Regions from separate parts of the Danio rerio genome. Here region 2 is linked to region 1. A link is a contact called in public Hi-C data. All regions are on one chromosome and are shown on one strand. The core of a region is the stretch at or near the end of the contact, and the rest is flanking DNA. Distances in the headings are between cores, read along the strand shown. Region 1 holds the start of dnai3 (dynein axonemal intermediate chain 3). Region 2 holds the start of znhit6 (zinc finger HIT-type containing 6).

Region 1 (5,957 bases), core at 2,020-4,519:
GCTATATTTTATATGCTTTATTATTTTACATTAATTACACACACATTTGATTGCCAACATTTCAATTAACCATTAAAACAAAGTAAAAAACAAACAAATCAAACGACAGAAACTGACTGTTAAAACAACATGTAAAAACTAACTTTTCAGCATCATCTAAGAGTGTAAATTTGTTTAATTAATCACGGATATAATTATAAAACTGTCACAAATAAATGGCTTTCATCGAGATCGAGAACTTACATTGTAAATAGTATTAAATATAAAAAACTGGCAATTAAAATGCTATAAGAAGCTATAAACTCACCAGGTTCAGACGCAACTGCTTCTTCTGGTTTGGGCAGATTATCTGCATTACTTTTATCTGCAAAACAACATTAAGACATGATTTCAATACCGAATAATTAATATTAAATCCAGTTCATAGCTACATTTATCTGTTTCATGGGTGAAAATATTAATAATAGTAATTAGCAATGTTAAACATAACAAAACAAGATTGTTTTCTTGATTTGTACAGAATATGTACTGATACCTTTGGTCTTTTTTTTGTTGGCCTCTTTGCTCTTCGGTCTCTTTGAGCTCATGTCTGAAAGATAAGAGTCAGATTGTGGATTAAATAAGTATATTTATTAAAAGTGCATTAAATAACTTTTTCTAATAACACAATTTGAAGATCTATGTATAATATATGTGTATGTAATTTTAGAATTATACCCTCTCCTTCTATATATTTATTTATTTATTTATATATTTATTTATTTATTTATTTATTTGTTCTTTTCTCGTTCTTGTTATGGAATGTACTTTAGTTGTAAAATAAATCTGCACATGCTGGTTCTTGTTAATAAAGCAACAAAGGAGTATAAATATGTGTTGGATAGCATATTATTATAGTACTTTTAAGTATACTGTATTTTGATTATCATCTCTTCTCTTTTGAGTCACATTTTGTGATGTACTGAATACTGATTTAGGGTAAAAAGTGAATATAAATAATTATTAATGTAAAAATGAGTTTTTGTTTATACAAGGGCGACATCTGCTGATCAGATGTGATATGACAAAAAATGTAATCTAAAAGTTTTATGCAAAATGTCTAGCTTTATTGTTGTTATTTGCTTTTTCCTTTTTTAGATGACAATAAAAGCTTAATATTTAGGTTTGTGTGAAATATTAAACTTTTTGGTTTTTATTATAATCATTATTTTACATCTTTTCTTTTATACATGACACTGTTTAATCGCTAGTCTTTGTGACAAATGTATAACATTATTATTATTATTATTATTATTATTATTATTATTATTATTATTATTATTTTAATCATTTATTTTCTTTTTTATATCTAGGTGTTTAAAAACTTTATTATTGCTATTATGTTACATATTTTCATTCTAATAACAAACAAATCACTTTCTAGGCTTTGTGACAAATCTATAACTTCATTTTTTATTATCAGACATTTATTTTCCTTTTTTATATGACAAACAGCTTAATCTGTGGGTTTTATGGGAAATCTACAGTCAGCGGCCACTTTATTAGGTACACCTGTCCAATAGCTCGTTAATGCAAATTTCTAATCAGCCAATCCCATGGCAGCAGCTCACTGCATTTAGGCATGTAGACATGGTCAAGAAGATCTGCTGCAGTTCAGAGCGAGCATCAGAATGGGGAAGAAAGGGGATTTAAGAGACTTTGATCGTGGCATGGTTGTTTCTGCCAGACGGGCTGCTCTGAGTATTTCAGAAACTGCTGATCTACTGGGATTTTCACGCACAACCATCTCTAGGGTTTACAGAGAATGCTCCGACAAAGAGGAAATCTCCAGTGAGCGGCAGTTCTGTGGGCGCAAATGCCTTGTTGATGAGGCCAGAGGTCAGAGGAGAATGGCCAGACTGGTTCCAGCTGATAGAAAGGCAACAGTAACTCAAATAAGCACTCGCTACAACCGAGCTCTGCAGAAGAGCATCTCTGAACACACAACACGGCCAACCTTGAGGCGGATGGGCTACAGCAGCAGAAGAGCACACCGGGTGCCGCTCCTGTCAGCTAAGAACAGGAAACTGAGGCTACAATTCACACAGACTCACCAAAACTGGACAATAGAAGATTGGAGAAACGTTGCTGCTCTGATGAGTCTCCATTTCTGCTGACACATTCAGATGCTCGGCTCACAATTTGGCCTCAACAACATGAAAGCATGGATCATCCTGCCTTGTATCAGCGGTTCAGGCTGGTGGTGGTGGTGTAATGGTGTGGGGGAGATTTTCTTTGGGTCCATTAGTACCAATTGAGCATCAACGCCACAGCCTACCTGAGTATTGCTGCTGACCATGTCCATCCCTTTATGAGCACAGTGTCTCCATCTTCTGATGGCTACTTCCAGCAGGATAACGCAGCATGTCATAAAGCTCAATCATCTCAGACTGGTTTCTTGAACATGACGATGAGTTCACTGTACTCAAATGGCCTCCACAGTCACCAGAGCTCAATTCAATAGAGCAGCTTTGGGATGTGGTGGAACGGGAGATTGGCATCATGGATGTGCAGCCGACAAATCTGCAGCAACTGTGTGATGCTATCATGACAATATGGAGCAAAATCTCTGAGGAATATTTCCAGTAGCTTGATGAATCTACAACACCAAGGATTAAGGCAGTTCTGGAGGCAAAGGGAGTTCAACCCGGTATTAGTAAGGTGTACCTAATAAAGTGGCCGCTGAGTGTATAACTTTTATTTTTATAACAACATCAATAATTAAAATTATACGTTTTCTTATCCTTAAATCTTAAGACATGTATAAAGTGTTTAGAAATCAGTCTAAAGCTCTCCACAATCCTGATTAAAAGTTTAAAGTTTATTTTTTAAGTTAGCTAAAAGTCCTAATCATTAAACTGAACGAAATTACACTGATGGTTTAATACCACTACATGATTATAGTGTTATTTTACCACGGTGTGTCGAAATATACTATATTAAAAAGCCCAAACATCACTTTGTACATTCACCTCACAGATAAAACACTGTCACGGATATAAAACCACACATAATTAACCATATAAGTTACAACAGTTTTAGATGTAACGTTATCCACAGTGATCTCAGTTTAATTCCTAACCCTTACCTTTCATTGTAGAGCTTTGTGTAGGTATAATCTATTAAAAAACGTCAACTAATAACTAAATAAAAACGTCTGAGCAATGTTTACACACATCAGCTTCCGGCATCAGAGCCGGTTGCCATTGGTTTCAGAGGCGGAGATTCGTGTGACTGACAGATTGCACGTCCAATTGTAGCGTTGTTCAGCTGAAGCACCGCCCCCCACACCTGCTGACTGACGGTCGGTCTGAAACAGCTGAATTCGGATTGATTTCAGATATTTGTGGACTTTAGTTCGGAAAGCAGACGCAGATGTGCTCGTCTGATCACACACTCACACCACTGACTGACAAACAACTGATCTAATTATCCGCTGGTGAGTTACCAATGAAACTCTTCGCATTTGTACTCAGATATCATGCTTTATTGAGGTTTTCTGACGGGAATGCTGTGAAATGTGGCGCTGTGTTTGAGTTCTGCTAGTGATCTTTGATTTGGAATTGATTTTAACACTCTTGTTCTCCGTCTTGTATGTAATATTGTGTGTGTTTCTGGTTTATGTGGATGCCGGGCAGGTATGATTGTTTCACGTGATTGATTTTATCATGTGACAGTCAGGAATGTGGAGAAATTAATCAAAAACACCTTTCAGAATCAGTTCATCCAGTGGAAAAGCCGCATTACTGCACGTCTCTGTCAACCCGAGAGCTGATCTGTTTATTTACATCGAGATTAATCTGTTCACACAATAATAGAGCCTTTTCACACGGAGATGACGAGTTTAACACCATCTTAAATCCTCTTAAGCTTTTAAAGATTTTATTCATCTCTAATATTAATTTACAGATTTTTTCCGTGCATTTAAAATAAATAATTATTATTATTATTTTGTTAATATAAATTCTAATGTCGGCTTTGTACTAAACCTTATCCTATTTATGTGGATTTTATGTCAATTCTGAAATTGTAACCCGATTTTGTATTGTTTATGTAATTTATTTGTGTACAATTCCAGTATATTCAATTAAATTGCTATTATCTTTATTTTATTTTATATTTTTTTGCCCTCTTCACTCACAACTTTTAAAATCTTTTTTACATGTCCCCAGATCAGGTAACTTATTAATATTTCTTTGTTTTTTTATTTTGGTACTATCAGGCCTGTATCCAGCCTAGTGAAAGAGGTGGTTCTTTTTTCTCAGAAAGTGGATTTTTTTGCAGTTATTCACTTTATTTTCTATTTAATTATGAGATAAAAGTACTGTATTTAGGTGACATTTTAAGAACGTTTTTTTTAACTAATTGGCTTGTCGGATGGTCATCATAACCTCACTTTTTAATGTACCAAAAATATTTACTAAATGTTTAGAATAAAGAAATGTGACACATTTATTTTTAAAATACAAATTTATCATTAGAAAAAAAAGTTTAAATTAAAACCCATAGCCTGTAAATTTATTAGGCAAATAACAGACTGGCCAGCACATTTAACTCTCCTTTTAATAATAAAAAACTAAAACATAATAATAATAATAATAATAAATATAATGTAGAGCTTTGCCATTTTTCTAGCCTCTCATAAAAAAAAACATTTGAAAATTCATGGATATTCAGTGAAAAATTCATAAATAGGCAAAATATTCTTGAAATTGATTTTAATATGGGCTGCTTATGGTGCTTCACACTTTTTTATGGGTCATGTTTTCTTCTGAAGATGAAGAATAAGTTGTCAAATGTTTTCTCTATTTTAAGATTAATACTGTGAAAAATGACTGCGCTTATGTCAGATGTGTTCTTGCACAGCTGGACATTGGAAAAATAATTGTTTGCACTGATTAGCTGAAGTCACACCAGGATTCTGCTCGGTCTTAAAGCCGTTTTCGATGGGTTATTTTTACTGTTTATGAAGGCACAGCAGTCAAATAGGACAAATGAGCTCATGAATGGGAACAATTCTGGACCTTTGTCAGGGAGGGGTGGGTCTTCTGAAACACTTGATCCCCCTCTGGCTACAGGCCTGATCATTGTAAATAATCTAATGATTATTATTACTTTTCCTAGAGATAGGTTGCAGCTGGAAGGGTATCCACTGCGTAAAAACATGCTGGATAAGTTGGTGGTTCATTCCGCTGTGGTGACCCCAGATTAATAAAGGGACTAATCCGAAAAGAAAATGAATGAATGAATAATACCAACAACAATAATAATAATAATAATAATAATAATAATAATAATAATCATTAATATTAATATTAAAGTATGATTTTTTTTTCAATATTATCGGTAAAGGAAACACAGGCTCTATTGGTGCTGTTCACATATATTTCAGTGTAATATGGAGAGCGAGTGCACGTTTTTACCAAAACTAATATTGGATTATTTTTAAATGTGTGTGCTTGTAAAACATTATCATCTGCACAAATAAATGATGGGGTTCTTCTCTAAAGAAGTAGTTCCTCCACCTCATTTAGGGCAGGGGTTCCCAAACTTTTCAGCCTGCTACCCCCAAAATAACAATGCCAGTGACTCGCCGCCCCAAACATCCTCTGAGGTGGTTATAAATACAGAAACCTTGCATGCAATGGCGCACACACGCCAGCAGACCCAAGTCTATTCTTGGTTTAATGTGTGTCAGTGCTGTAGATGTGCCAGAAAGTTTATCCTGGTGTTATAAAATCAATCTGCTGCATCTGACGCTATTGCTGCGTCTGTAATATAATGTAATTACCCCACGGGTGCAGTCCAATAGAACTAGTAACAGAAGCCCCTATAGTAACTATATAGTATATAGCAGAGGTCACCAATCTCGGTCCTGGAGGTCCGGTGTCCCTGCAGGGTTTAGCTCCAACTTGCCT
Region 2 (5,957 bases), core at 953-3,452, 190 kb before region 1:
GATGGTTGGTTGGATGGATGGATAAATAAATAAATGGATACTTGGACGGACGGATGGATAGATGGATGGATGGATGGATGGTTGGATAAATAAGTGGGGGGGATGGATGGAAAAACGTATGATGGGTTGGTGGATTGATGGTTGGTTTGATAAATATATAAGGGAGTGAGTTGGATGGATGATTGAATGAACAGATGATGTGTGGGTGGGTGATGGTTGCCTGGATAGATAAATAAGTGGATGGATGATTAAAAAAATAGATGGGTTGGCTGTATATATATATATATATAAGTAGATAGATGAATGATGGGTGGGAGGATAGATAAATAGGTTGATGCATGAGTGGGTGGGTGGATGAATGGATAGATGGATGGATGGATGGATGGATGATGTACTTATGCGTTTATGTACAGATGGAAGACCCTACTGACAAAAAAAAAAAAATGCTTAAACCAGTCTAGGCAGGTTGGCTGGTTTTAGCCTGGTTTTAACGGGGTCTTAGTTAAACATTTTCCAGCCTGACCAGCTAAGACCAGGCTGAGGTTAATCTGTTCACATCGCCAATCATCTTATTTTTCCATGATGGAATACAAGTCTATGAATTAAATGTTTGGTTTTATAAATAAAATAGCCTAGCTTGGAAATATTTCATCAGCTTTTTGATAAAATTATGAATTTATTTAGTTAGTAATTTAACATTAGTTTGACCTGACTGTTTCCAGTGTGAAGTATGTTAAAATGTCATTTATTCCTGTGACGATCTTTCAGCTTTTTCAGAATCACGTGATGTGTGTCATGACTCATGTCGAAAAGTCAGTCACTATTTTAGACATTATTTATATCAGTATTTGCTGATAATCACTTGTGCACTGTTTAGTTTATCAAGTCCTAAATTGTTCATGTGTAAAATAATAACATACTGTAGTCATAGATATTTACATTAGATGTCGCCTGTTGTTGAAGGAATGCATCAATAAAGCCGCCATTTTAGTACAGGGTAGCTCTCCCTTGAAATAAATGCTGGACCAAGGTGCCGTGGAGGACTGAGAGCCAGAGATTTACACATACACACGTATATGATTGGGAGTTTTCCCGGTGGTCAGTATACTCAAACATTTAATTAAAATTACGAAAATGATCATTTTACATCACTTTTCCCTGCTGAAAAATCCAGCTTAACCAGCCTAGGCTGGTTGGCTGGTTTTAGCTGGTCGACCAGGCTGGTTTTAGAGGGGTTTTGGCCACTTCCAGGCTGGTTTCCAGCCATTTCCAGCCTGGTCTTAGCTGGTCAGGCTGGAAAATGACCAGCCAAATCCAGCTAAAACCAGCTTGACCAACCTGGTTTAAACTGGATATAGTTGGTTTTGGCTGGACTCCCAGCTTGGCTAGGCTGGTCAAGCTGGTTTTAGCTGGTCATCTCCCAGCCTGTCCAGCTAAGACCAGGCTGGAAATGGCTGGAAACCAGCCTGGAAGTGGCCAAAACCCCTCTAAAACCAGCCTGGTCGACCAGCTAAAACCAGCCAACCAGCTTAGGCTGGTTTAAGCTGGATTTTTTAGCAGGGTTGTATATTGATAGATAAGAGACCACACGGGCATTCCTGGCAAAAAGCATGTGTTTGTGTGGAAATGTAGTTATCCCTCCCTACCTGTTTAATTTGCTCTAATCCGTGTCCTGAAACACTGCTCTCCTGCTTTCACTGCTCATCAGAGGGAGCGATTCGCTTGTGAATAAATCTCCATTAATTAGCCGACAGTAACAGCAGTTTCTAGCAGCACAGCGTCTTGTTATCATTATATTTTTCATTGTTTGCTGATTTTATTCAACTGAACTAGTATAAGCCTGGTGTTTAGTGCTGCTTTACCTAATGGTGAGTGCATTAGTGACTGACATCAATACTGTTGAGCACAAAAGTTCATAACATACAAAAACGTATAAAACAAAATCTGCCTTATGAAATATTCTGCCTTTGTGCTTTGTTTTCTTTGTTTGCTCGTTACTACACCCGTAGACAACGTTAAAGTTCAGCATCTACACATTGGCACAGTAGCGCGGTTGTACTGGGAGCACTGTACAAATATGGCGGCTCTACTGACGCATGCTCGTGGTCTGTATGCAACATCCCGTGTATAAGTTTACATCTATGTACTGCGCGCCGACTGTCGTAAACTGTGGTAAAGAGAGCTCAGGAGACGGCAGACTCGTGTGTGTACTGCAGCACATGCTCAGTGTTTTGGTCATACAGAAGGAAGAGCACGCGTGTGTGACCGTGTCGTGTTGCTGATATGAAGATGAATCTCCCTGATGTGGATAATAACACCGCAGATGAAGAGCGGAGGGCGGTGAAGCGCAAGATGGCGATGTCCAGGTCAGTGGAGCGCGCCTGTCTCTTGTGTTTACATCTGTGTCTGCTGCTAACGCTGAGAAACACTCAGATAAACACGTGTGTGATGCAAATACAGGAGAATCTGCTGTCATATCTGCTGTTTCATGTTCAGTGTGATGTTATATGTGCCGTTAAATCCGTCTAGAGACTCTGTAATACCGACTGCAGTCAATATCAGCTGTGTGTGTGTGTGTGTGTGTGTGTGTGTGTGTGCGCGTGTGTTTGTGTGTGTGTTTGTGTTTTCAGGTGCGATGTTTGTGATTGTGAAGAGGCTAAGTACAGGTGTCCGAGCTGTAAAAAACACACCTGCAGGTGAAGCACACACCATAGACACACTCACAAACACACACACACAGACACACACACACATGCAGAGACTCTCTCACTCATCATACACACATAAACACAAACATCATTCTCATACACTCACTCCCCCCTTCCACACACACACACACACATTATTCACACATATGTAACAGAGGTCAGCCAGTGAGTGCTGTGCAGGTAAAGCTCCCTCCTCTGATCTCTAAACGTGCTCTAGCGACAGACACTAGAGGTCATGGGCTTTAGCCTCCTTGTTAGAGCAACCGACTTCCATGCGGAAGGTCGACGGTTCGATCCTAGCTTGGAGCGGGTTGGGTGGTGTGGGACTGGTGGGGTTACACATTCATCCCAAAACAAACATCGCACACACTCTCTTAATTTTTCTCTCACACATACAGACGCATTATACTCACACACACACACATGTAGAGAAAGTCCTACACACATCATACACATTCAAACACTACACACACACACACACATATATACTGGAACACATACATGTACACACACATGTGAGACACTCACACATCATACACACAATCAAACACCACACACACTCTGTCTCACACACACATGCATCATACACAAGCAAACATACTCCCTCACCCGCCCACACACACACACACACGCATGTATATACATCGTACATAAACACAACACTCACACAGACATGCATCCTGTATGTCACATCAAACACACAGAGACACATTATACACACACACACACTGTCTGTCCCTCACACACACACAATACACTAATTAACAATACACTAATACACAAGTCAATTAATTAATAATGTTGTAATTGAGTGTGTGTGTGTGTGTGTGTGTGTGTGTGTGTTCTCTGCAGTCTGGTGTGTGTGAAGCGGCACAAGTCTGTGTCGGGATGCTCTGGCGTTCGGGATCAGACTGCGTTTGTGTCTCTGTCTGACTTCAGGGAGATCCACATGCTCAGCGGTCAGTCACTCTGAGTGTGTGTGTGTGTGTGTGTGTTTGTGTGTGTATGTGTGTTATAAATGTGTGTGTGAGTTTGATCTGTGTGCGCGTGTGTGTGTGTGTGTGTGTTATAAATGTGTGTGTGAGTTTGATCTGTGTGTGTGCGTGTGTGCATGTGTGTGTGTGTGTTATAAATGTGTGTGTGAGTGTAATCTGTATGTATGTGATATTGGTGTGTGTGTGTGTGTGTTGTGCTGTTGTAGACTACAGGTTTCTGGAGGACAGCGCTCGACTCAGACAGCAGTCCAGCAGAGACACTGTGATGACCAGCGGACGACAACACCCCAAACAGGTCTGTGTGTGTGTGTGCGCGCGTGTGTGTGTGTGTGTGTTTGATTGTATGAACTTTAATTGAATAATAAAATATATCAATAGATAATTAATAATAGTGTGTGTGTGTGTGTGTGTGTGTGTGTGTGTGTGTGTGTGTGTGTACGCGTGTGTGCGTGTGCGCGCGTGTGTGTGTGTGCGCGCGTGTGTGTGTGTGTGTGTCAGGGTCAGTGGATGATCAGGAAGGCCAAAGCAGTGAAAGTGACCTTAAAGCTTCTCCCGAAAGTCTTCAGCAAACACCGAGAGAACACCACCGTCTTCATACACAGGTCAGCTGGAGTGTGTGTGTGTGTGTGTGTGTGTTGTTATATTATTGAAATGATGCAGTGTGGTGTTGTGTGTAAATGTCAGGACTGTGCTGTTTTGACATCAATTCTGCTTTAGTCCACACGGTGGCGCTGTTGTTGTGTCTGTGTGTTTGTTTTAAGCGTCTACATGTGTGTGAGATTAAGTGTCTACACTGAGTGTGTATGTGTGTGTGTGTTTGTGTGTGTGTGTATTGAGTGTGTCTGTGCATAGTGTGTGTGTATTAAATGTCTATATTACATTGTGTGTGTGTGTGTCTGTGTGTGTGTCTGTGTGTGTGTCTGTGTGTGTGTGTGTGTGTCTGTGTGTGTGTGTGTCTGTGTGTGTGTGTGTCTGTGTCTGTGTCTGTGTCTGTGTGTGTGTGTGTGTGTGTGTGTGTGTGTGTGTGTGTGTGTGTGTGTGTGTGCAGACAGTCATCAGAACACACAGTCAGTCTGCAGCTTCTGTCCTGCTCTTCATCATTTCTTTAATAAGTGCACTCCAGATGAACATGACCGCTGCTGACATCACTGCACTCCTTGTATGGAGGCGGAGCCGGCAGCACTGATTGGCTGACGGGGCTCAATGCTGTGCTTTTGATAGGCTGCAGTGAGTAAAGAGATATCGATTGGTTGAATCAGTTCCAGGGATGCCTGTGATTGGTCCAGTGAGTTCCAGAGGCACAGTGATTGGCTGAAGGCTGTTTATTAGTGACTATATTCAGCATTTCTCTACTGATGAGGAATGTTTAAGTGCTAAAACAGAGGATGAGTTTAATCAGTGCGCAAATGAACTCTGCTGAAGAGTGTTGTTATTATATTCAGCAGTGTATCTGCTCTGATTAGTGGATAGATGTGCTTAAATATGTTAGAATTGCAGCAAAATCATCAATTCCCTGGAAAAGATCATGATGTGGTATTTATTGATGACCTCTTATTCATAGTAAGTAGAGTGAAGTGCATTTAGAGGGTCAATAGTTCATTCTGAACTCCTTCTACCTGATGTTTAGGCTGTTATTGTAGTATGATCATCATCACCGAGTGCTGTGGACAGGCTGTGATTGGTGGAGTCAGATGGGATCTTCTTTATTGACTACAGTCATGTTCAGAGGAGTTCATTACGCTGAGCGCCTCCCTCCCGCTGAGGATCTGACATTACACTCATTCACGAGCCGCTGTGACCTACAGAAGCAGGACAAATGTGGGAGAGGAACCCGTTTCAGAACGTCCCCAGAACAGAATATCAGAAGCAGATGTTGAGCAGATGCAGATGTGTTCAGATGTGGCACGTTCAGCCAGAGAGTCTCAGATCGCCCGCATCAGTCTGAAACTGAGGAAGAAACTGTGTGTGTGTGTGTGTGTGTGTGTGTGTGTGTGTGTGTGTGTGTGTGTGTGTGTGTGTGTGTGTGTGTGTGTGTGTGTGTGTGTTTCAGGAAAACAAACGTTCAGATCACACACACACACTGATGTCCTGTGGTGTGTTTGGCTGTGCGTGTCACAGGAGATGCAGTGGTAGTGTATGCAGTGTCCAGTGCTGCTGCGAGTTTCAAAAACAAACCAGTTTATGATATTAATAATTAAATATGTCGAGAAATAACGAGGTCAAATTAAACAAATCAGTCTGAATCAGATCACTG

Evidence for each region. Hi-C and Micro-C count contacts between places; a contact is called where the count stands out from the background.
Region 2: a Hi-C map of hematopoietic stem cells shows a contact between it and region 1, with 2.2 times the contacts expected there. The contact joins the promoter of znhit6 here to the promoter of dnai3 in region 1. A contact is called at or near these places in 2 of 18 Hi-C or Micro-C datasets (caudal fin and hematopoietic stem cells).

Annotation. Positions count from the first base shown.
Region 1 is chr23:49,915,657-49,921,613 of GRCz12tu, reverse strand. dnai3 (dynein axonemal intermediate chain 3) reads right to left here and starts at 3,269. Exons shown (of 21, transcript XR_012398839.1): 1 at 3,128-3,269; 2 at 308-364. mcoln3b (mucolipin TRP cation channel 3b) reads left to right here and starts at 3,378. Exons shown (of 14, transcript XR_012398846.1): 1 at 3,378-3,478.
Region 2 is chr23:50,108,453-50,114,409 of GRCz12tu, reverse strand. It overlaps znhit6 (zinc finger HIT-type containing 6), which reads left to right and starts at 2,202. Exons shown (of 10, transcript XM_068216970.2): 1 at 2,202-2,366; 2 at 2,631-2,696; 3 at 3,561-3,667; 4 at 3,910-3,998; 5 at 4,202-4,305. The coding sequence starts at 2,284.